2 separate regions of the Arachis hypogaea genome follow, and region 1 is linked to region 2. The links are chromatin contacts, called in public Hi-C maps. All regions are on one chromosome and are shown on one strand. The core of a region is the stretch at or near the end of the contact, and the rest is flanking DNA. Distances in the headings are between cores, read along the strand shown. Region 1 holds the start of LOC112754202. Region 2 holds the start of LOC112754190 (histidine--tRNA ligase, chloroplastic/mitochondrial).

Evidence for each region. A called contact is a pair of places that touch in the nucleus more often than the background predicts.
Region 1: a contact with region 2 is called in a Hi-C map of leaf, with 4 times the contacts expected there. The contact joins the promoter of LOC112754202 here to the promoter of LOC112754190 in region 2. A contact is called at or near these places in 3 of 8 Hi-C or Micro-C datasets (all in leaf).

Annotation. Positions count from the first base shown.
Region 1 is chr16:49,878,343-49,883,149 of arahy.Tifrunner.gnm2.J5K5, forward strand. LOC112754202 reads right to left here and starts at 1,625. Exons shown (of 17, transcript XM_025801767.3): 1 at 1,029-1,625; 2 at 808-930; 3 at 296-341; 4 at 45-202. The coding sequence starts at 908.
Region 2 is chr16:49,722,119-49,727,182 of arahy.Tifrunner.gnm2.J5K5, forward strand. LOC112754190 (histidine--tRNA ligase, chloroplastic/mitochondrial) reads right to left here and starts at 2,804. Exons shown (of 11, transcript XM_025801757.3): 1 at 1,424-2,804; 2 at 1,192-1,287; 3 at 880-968; 4 at 647-776; 5 at 258-350. The coding sequence starts at 1,765.

The DNA.
Region 1 (4,807 bases), core at 375-2,874, 160 kb after region 2:
TCAAAGAATAATCAAAAGTATAAGGAAGAGAAAGCTTCACTAACGTGGCAGCTGTATCATAAGTGAATGAGTTAATTTCTGGGAAAGCACTAGGAGTCTCAAAATATATTGTTCTAATTGGAAAATCGTTCAGATCCCCATTGGCACTATTTTGTCCCCCTTTATGCAAAAAATAGCCCGCCCTAAGTAGATGTAACAAAACCTGCATGTCAAAGCTTATTGTCACATTAACAAGCTCATGAATACTGATGGATGATTAAAAAAAAAGAACTAAAATACACATGTTAAAACTTACCGTTGAATCCTTTCCACCATTGAAACTGAAAGCAACCTCTTCAATGCTGTATGAAGAAACACATTAATACATGCAGCACCAGTAAAATTACAATGATGAGATTGAAAATTAAGATCACCATTTTCTTTTATAGTTCAATACAGGCATGACCGATAAATCTCTTCGACTAACATAGACCTAGCAAAACCTTGTCCGCACACCATCAGCCATTGGTTACATTTTCATTAACACGGAAATTCCGGTGACTATCTTCAGGCAGCCAATCATTTCCAAAAAGGACAATACAACCGAGGAAGGAAATTCAATATTACCCAAGAATTTTGACAAAATAGATCCAACATGAATCAAACATCCATCCACATTGAGTGTATATTCATCTTTCTAGTTAAAACAACTACAAACCAACCAATAAATAAAATCCAATCCCAGACTCAAATCAAGCTCTCTAAGTCTAGGATAACAACCACCCAATAAATCAGCAAATCCCAGCTCATAGTCATAGAAATACTTACGAATACAAAGCCAAAGCTCTCTGAATAACATAGGTGGCGTTATTGTACTTGGTTTGAAGCCTTCTATCGCTACACTCCCTGATTGCTCTGTCGATCTCCATGGTGACCCGCAAACACAGAAACCTGAGAAAAGAAGGAAAACAGAACAATTGAACACAAAAATTACAGCAAATGAGACTCCAAAAAGATTACAAGTTGAAGCTGTTTGGTGAAAAGCAAACCAGGGTTTTCGTCAAAAAGAGATCTTCTCTTCCTTTCTTTCTTTTTCCCGCAAGTTCGAGATCAGCCTGCGGGGGAAGCTGAGGTGTCAATGAAAAGCAGTGTTCTTCGTTCTTGTGATTGAGAATTGAGAAGTGAACAATGATTATCCCCTTTTGGAATTTGGAATCAAAAGGGGTTTAGGGGAAAGAGAGATTTTTTTTTTTCTCTTCTTTTCTTTCCCTTTTGGAATTAAGAATTGGACATGGGAATTTGGATGGCGGAGGTTGTTTGTGTGAGCCACAAAACGGAAACTGAAATAACAAGAACGGTCCAACGTTTTGTTTTGTGTGCGAATTGTGATGTTATCATGTGTGTGCGGTTTTTGGGAATTTGAGCAAAGCACGTATGATATGAAATTAGGGAATATCCTTTTCAAGACATTCTAACTTCGAAGCAAATCATATATAAACTGCTTCCGTATTAGTCCCTCATAAGTCATAATTTGCACTTCTCACTTTCATTCTCTTTCACTAATCATAACGGAGAGAGATTCCGGATAATTTCTGTTCAAATTCAATTTCCTTTCTTTTCCCTAATGATTGGATTCAGTAATATATTTATGGCTTTGTTTTTTGTGGGAAAAGTATTATCCGAACCTTGATGGACCAGATGGAAAGATGCTATTTTAATGGCCAGAATTGCATCGGTACGAGATTCATTGGAAATTATGTATTTGATCCAAAGTTTGATAAAATTATAAACCGGTTCAACTTGGTTTGGTTTCATTTAACTCTTATGACTCGGTTTATTAGTTTTTTGGATGAAATGGGTTAACTTTTTTGTTCATTATGATATCTGGATCGTGGGCTACCATTATCCCCCCAAAAAAACGTGTGAAACAAGACCCAGACCCCAAAAAAGCACACATAATTATCATCGACGTTCTAATAGTCATCATTCGCATGGCGGTGATGAAATGGAGAGGAGATTTGGTGAGGTGAGGCATCGGCACGACGTCGGCCACTTAGGGAGAGCTCCGTAAGCCCATCGATGGAACTCGATGCCAATGAGAGGGTTCGAGGATGGGAGATTGAATGGTGGAGGTGTTTGACGGTCTAATACAGAGCGGCGACGGCACCTAGTGAGCGTTGCAGATCTTGGGAGACAGGACACAGCCGCTTTGAAGACACAGCGAAACTATGAGGATGCGGTCGCGTGAAACGGTGTTTCGAAGAAGAAGTTCGTAAGACAGCGGTAATGGAGGTGGAAACGAAGATACAAGACCCGCGTGGAGGAGAGGAACTTGTGTGGGGATGGGGAAGTTGTTGAATTCGGGTTGGATCATCGTAATGGACTTGGACTCCCGTCGAAAAAAAGGGCTGAATACTGTTCCACACGTTAATAATGTTATCCCAACCCTCCTGTACAACTGGTCAAGTAGCACTTCTATATAGACAATTGGACATGTACCTGGAAATTCTTGATGCAGATGCAAATGTTGTGATATTCAATCGCAACTGATTTCAAGATTAACCTTAATTTGGTATATGAGAAATATTTATCTGTCCTTATTAAGTCGTTGTATTTACACCAAAAGTTAAAAGACATAAAATGCACAGAATTAATAATGGAGCAACCAACTGAAGTAAAACAGTACTAGCAAGTGTAATGTAAGCATTGCTAATGGAATTCAGTTTGGGTGACCAAGCTGCGACGCAATAACAGGTCGCAGTAGAAGGCATGAACATTGTACGCAAACAACACCCCTGCGATATGTGGTTAATAGTAACTGTATCAAGAAACGTAGTACATTGTTTTCCCAGGAATGAGTACATCAGGTAATGAAATTCTCAAAAAGTGATACATAAAGATAATCCACAAAATACAAGTCTGGTTAACAACATAAGGATAGCAAGATTCAGGAGCTTGCAGCGTCGTTGCTCCATCGGACCTGCAGTACTGTGACTGGCTCAGTTGACATGACCTCAAAGATCCCACACCTCCGGGCTCGAATTTGCACAGGCTAGCAAAATGTGCCTAGCCTCCGGAGATGACCCCGAAGCTACCGTCTTGCTTGCCACTAAATTTGGTGTAGGTGGCCTCGACCTCAATGTGTCCGTGTGATAGGATGAGTGTGTGTCTCTGACCAGTGAAATGGCTCAAATGAGGGACATTTGGCTGATTATAGCATAGCAATAGATCATTAATAGAGAAAAAACTTATTGACGAAGACACGTACAAGAAAATGAATTGGTGCCTTACCAACAGGTGGGAGGACAAGACGCGGCTAGTGAGGTCCATGACAAGGAATGACCATTTGGTCTTGTGTATTTCAGCTATCACTTTCGCCTTGTGTGACGAAGGATTGTTGATACAGCGGGCACGCCGGTAAGTACCTTTTGCTTTGTATGGCGGTTCCTCGGATGGTCGGGGCTGGTATGTGTTTTCGCGACCACCGAAGTCGAAGATACGTACTTGGAATTCAAAGTTGCCCTTGTGTTTGAAAAGAAGCATGGAGTCTAAATTAATTCGGTACGTCTGGTAGAACTCTGGCCAACCACGGGTCAATGCGATGCTACCATTTTGCTGTTATTTCCAGAAGCACCGATGGCCGATACCTAGAGGTGGCAATATGTACCCTACCCACAGGTACCCAACCCGACCCCACCTGATCGGGTAGGGTTGCCAACCCGATCCGCAGCGGGTAGGGTAGGGTGCGGGTAGAGTTCTCGTGCGGGTCGGGTAGGGTGCGGGTTAAGCCTCAACCCTACCCGACCAACCCACACTCTATATATGTTTATGTTATATACTTATATAAAAATATGTTTTAAGTGGATGTTGAATCAAAGACCTCTCACTGAATGCAAAAGATCCTTAACCACTAAAAAAATTATTAATTGATAATTTAATTTTTTTATATAAAAATCAGTTCTATTTTAAATTATCATCAAGTTATATAATAATGTTGTATATTTTTTGTAACCCGTGGGTAGGGTCGGGTACCCGCGGGTTAAGAGCGGGTAGGGTTAGGGTTGGAATATTCTCAACCCGCGGGTAGGGTAGGGTTGAGTTTATATAAAAATCTGAACCCGCGGGTAGGGTTAGGGTTGGATCCAAACCCTACCCTACCCTACCCATTGCCGCCCCTACCGATACCCCTGCCGTCAGGGACCACCAGGGTTACGTAGGGGGTCCGGCTTGGGAGTTTGTCTGGACCGATTGGGAGGGCCTGCGAAAGAACAGGCAAGTGTTGGTCAACACATTGATCATTCAGGAAGTAATAACATTGGGTGTCTTGTGATGTACGTGTCAGGGGAGGTGGCTTACCAGTTTGAAGCATGCGGGCCTTATTATTGGCTTCAGAAAATGCAGTAGCAGGTGTTGCTGGTTTCGTTGAACGTCTGTTGCAGGTTGCTTGCCCTTATTCCTGGATGAAGACATGTTCACCTATTACAGAACAAATAACAGCCTTGAGAGTCATAACGTAGATGGGATGAAATAGTATATCAAACAACAACACACAATAGTAGAGCCCCGTTATTGAATTTTCAAATAGATAAACACTGTCACAGCACGCGACAAAAAATTGAAGGAACCGAAAATATCGTTAGAGTTTAGGGTTTCATCTAAGAAGGGGAAAAATGGAAGCGAACAACAGAAACATGTGCAAAAGCTTTGAAGCATAAATCAAGGGGTTCCAGAAAAAGTCATTTTTCTGCTAGTGCAACTCAGTGGTTCTACACAAGAGTCGCGAAGTAAAGCAAACAGGCAGGCTGGCCATGGGGCTAAGGAATGATAA
Region 2 (5,064 bases), core at 1,554-4,053:
TAAATAACAGTGTAAGACGACCACGAAACCGAGACAACACCTAGAATCACATGAATATGTAAGAACATAAGAACCAAACACTTCTTATTGAAGACTGCAACTACCTACAAATCTGTAAGATATTAAAGAAGTGCAGCACAAGTAGAAATACGAAAGGAAAAATCGGTAGATCAAAGAAGAAGAAGTGCAGCACAAGTAGAAATACCAAAGGAAAAATAGGTAGATCATCAATATATGGGAAAAGTAAAACTTTGAACCTTTCGGCTGGAAACTTTAAACCCGACATCGGAGTCTTTAATTCCTATTCGCTTGAATAAAGAGACGATAGACGATATAAGCTCTGCTTCAGCCTACAATATATATTAAAAAAAAAAAAGCTGACAAGAAAGCATATTAAAACTATCACAATTCAATGCATTCAACAATATTGTCAGCACAGTAATTCAAAAGTATAAGGTATACAAATGAGAACCAAGCATGAACATCCACCAAGCCATGTCTAATAGACAATATAAATAACCAAGAAAACAAAAAGCTCATGACTTTATTACAAGGAACATTCAGACAGTTTCATTATATGATGAAATAGTTCCTGCTGAATCAGACTGAGTTCCATGCTCAAGTGTGTGTAACATTTAGCACATACCATAACACCAGGAACACCAATGATGTCCATATTCCACTGGTAATGCTCACGACGGCGCCCCCTTGTCATTCTCTCATACCGCCAACATTGTCCAACAGTGAACCACTTCAATGGCAGTGGTACAGACTTGCTGGGAAGAAAAAGCACTAACATAAGGATGAGAATTTGACATCCACATGCAAAATCCACTATAGCTATACCGGTCAAATTGAAATATCAAAATTAAAATTTACCCTTTCTGTATCACCAGCCTTGCCAAAGACGGAGTAAGTTCTGGCCTCAGTGCAACACGACGATTACCCCGGTCTTCAAAACAATAAAGCTGCACAAACGAAAAGGTATAGATTACATTTTCGTATTCCTCCAAAACTTGTCGTTGCACTTTCCTTCTCTTCTATCTTAATTTATAATTTATGATTTCCTATATTCACAAATGATATTTCCTAACCACACTACAAGCATGCTGTTTCAGTGCAATTTCCGTCAAAGTACAATCCAGAGCACCATACGGAGACACTGACACATACCTAAAGCAAAAGAGTTACCTGGTCCTTAATCTCCTCCCCTGCTTTCCTAGTGAACAATGCCTCATTCTCAAGAACAGGAAAATCAACCTCCTCAAATCCATATAACCGCGAAACCTAATCCATCCAAATAGATAAATAAATTCCATAATCTGAAGCTAAACACTAGAACCAAATCGAATCATAAACAGGCATATGCATAAAGTAGTATTGAAGCTTTTCAAGTAAATTCAAGTGAAAAATCAAATAAAACCTCTTTGAAATTGTTGAAGAGCCAGTTGCGCAAGCGCATTTCCTCGGGGGGGAAATCACGCGTCCCCTTGGGAGGGTTCACGTCGATCCTCTGCACCTCTCCAGCGACTATAGGACCGGGAGATAAAGCTCCAGACCTTCCGCCACCGCCGCTCTGAGACTCGGTCTCCGCCGCCGGCGAGAGTGAAGAGTGGATTCTGGCGGCGGTGAACTTGATTCCATTGAAGGAGAGCAGTGAAGTAGAGAGCTGGTAGGTGAAGGAACGGAAGAGAGGGTTGAAGTAGGAGTTGAAGCGTGGCTGAAGGATGAGGTACGAGCACGACGAAAATGGAGTTGCAGGCATGGCTGCTGGCTTCTTGGCGGAAGAGACAGCACACACACGCTCTTTCTAGTTTCCTACATAGGCGGATAACGGTTTAGTGGGCTTCTTGGGCCCTCATGTAATTTGCGCCAAATCTTCCAAATTCAGTAAATTAGGCCCAAGTTGGGCCTCAAATGGCATTGTCAGAAAGAAAAGTAGAAAACAAAATCAAAACAAAAAAAAAAAATCTGACCCAAAAAAGAAAGAAAAAAAATTCAATACCAAAAATAAAAAGGAAACAAATAAAAAAAGGAACAAAACTAGAGTATAAAAAATATTATGAGAAATATTAAGGGGTGAACACTTTTTATTAAGAGTTTAATTTTGATTGACTGAAAGTGTAAAACTTTTTACATCGTCGTCCAATTGTATCCGTTCTTTTGAACCATCATTTATGTTATGCGGTTAATGGAAAAAAGTAGTTATTTTTGCTAACATGTAGTTACGTAATTCAATGCATATGTAAATTTTTTTATTAATATTAGACAACATTTTTAGCTAATGTTATTTTAATACTATTAAGATTTATGTTTTAGAATTTAGTATTTAAAGTATAAAGTATTGGCTAAAAATAATAAATTTTGACAAACATGTAGTATTGTTTTAAAAAATAAAAAAGAATTAAAAGAAACAAAAAAATAAAACAAAAATACTTATTCCCTTGTCATTTTCTGCATTGTTATCAAATTTCACTCTATTTCTAAAAAAAGACTCAATTTTATAAACCCTAAACCATAATTAGTGAAAAATAACTCTAATTACTAAAATACAAAATTTGTTTCTCATACTATTTCAATTGATCAAACTCGCATTTAGTTGAGGCAACAATATCTTTCAAACAAACAAGCAAGTTCATTTGGATAGGACAGGGAAGCACATGGTAGTGCTACATCTGGTTTGGATAGGTGAATACACCATCCAAGGGAATAGGAAAAGGGTGGAGGAAAACATGATGACTACAAGTCTACAACCATTTTAGAAACAGAAAAACAACAACACAGGGATTATAACTATTTCTATTAGCATCAGTTATTAGCAGTTACAATCTTATACAGACTTACTTCCAGCACAACATGAGCTGCATGGTGGCACAGAAACGTGCCACCTTCTGACAAGTGTCAACCAATCACAATCTGTTTTCGATTATTCAATTATTTGTTTATAAGTCTCTTTAGACAAACTGTAACTACCTCTTTTAATGAGGATTTTTTTTTTTGGCTAAAATTCGAATTAAAAATTTTATCGAATAAAACGAAGCATGAATAGCTACTGAATATATTGGTAAATTAGTAAAAAAGAAGAATGTATTACGGTTTAACATCGGAATTTATTAGTTACTTTATCTCGGTACCAATTTTATCATTTTAATAAAATTCTCATGTGATTTTCATACCCAAATTTAACTTCTTAATACTCAAGACACAACTATTGAAACAACTTGTATACATTCTATTACGAATTTATTTTTAATATATTGTCAATTATAAAAAAATTATATATAATTACGTAATAAAAATGATTATTATTCATATTTACATGGAGTAAACTCTTTTGTTATTAATTAAATATAAAGGAGCAAAGGCAAGGCAAGGCATGCATCATGGCACACATAGGAATGGATGTGACGCATCTAGACTACAAAGACTCAAAGAAACTGACCCATGTTACACATTTTTTGTTGGATGCAAAAGGCATAGAATCCGATAAAAAACAGCCTTGTGTTTATTATATCTCAATCACTAAACATAATTCAACACGGTTTTGCTCTTAGTGTCGTTTGGTCCATTACCATTTTACAAATTACAATACAAATTTAATGCATATTCTTATTAATGTGAAACTACCCAACACTACTAGTGCTGCTAACCCCCTGTTGGTTGTCTTTCTGGACAAATTTTACTTGTATGTCATCCATCATCTCATGTGCGACACCACTAGTAGTCTTGTTTATTTGGTTTTGTTCCTCCCAAATGGGTCTTTCTTATACTTTGTATTTTTATTCTTTTAAGTTTTCAGATGTAGACAATTTTTCATCAACATATTATTATTATTATTATTATTATTATTATTATTATTAGTTGAAATTATAAGGTGTTCATTAATAATTCAGATGAAGATCTTTTATTAATATGTAGGCATTGCACTTACCATATTTCTAAAAAAACAATGAAGAAAAATTGTTACACTATAAATACTTGAGAGTTGAGAATGGATCTTTTTAATTTTTTTTTTTCAATTGTTTTGTCAAGTATGATTTTTTATTATTCAACATCTTCTCTCATATTTTTTTTTGTCCCACTTAAAGAATGTATGATAAAAAAAAAACTATAAAATAACAATTGAGAGAAAAAATTAAAAAAGTCCATTTTCAAAACATTCTTCCTACTAATGGAATTAGTATAATGTAATAGTGGGTCAATGAAAAAAATATCTTAAGATGAGAGTTTCATAAGAGATTTTAAGTTTTTTCACAGTTAATACCAATCTATAATTTTAGGAAAAAAAAATTGTTTTCAACCCATAATTGGTCAACAAATAATAACAAAACAGAAAAAAAAATGTTAATTGATCTATTTGCATAAAAAAAAAATGGATTCTCATACCAATATTTTGTGTTAATGATGTCCATAAAAAATTTAGGAGTAAATATCCTCTTAAACCATTGTAACCCTTAGTTAAAGAGATGGAGGTTAAAGGAGTAAAACTACACTTAATAATTTTGTGATGAAATTATGGTGTGAATAAATAAGATTGATTGAGTCATTTTTTTGTTCCATTAGAAATTAGATAGAAAGTGATACAGAATGTAATTGAGAGTAAGATAAAAAATCAAAAAAAGGGACTCATTTACCCCACTTTAATTTCTTAATATAACAGTTAAGAGAATTACTTTACCTCTTCTGAACTAATGCAAGTTTCTCAAAGAAACTCAAAAAAATTTTCATTCATCAAAATCAATTCAGAAAGAGTATCAAGGAATCTTTAAATAGACTCTTCACAGATCAACTTAAGAATGAGCTAAATCTTTTTAGATATTTAATTTGAATTTAAATTTCTAAAGATAATTTAATTTAAATCAAATTTGATCTTTATTAGATTAGATTAGGTTTGATTTAAATTTAAACTTTTTAAAAATACTACTGAACAAATCATAACTAAATCAAATCTTCTAATAAATCCTAACAACAAAACAACTAAGCATAGACTAAAAAATCCTCATTAAAAGGTAGAGTAATTTTTTCTATGTAATTTTAATTTATCCCAAACTATGACATATACAA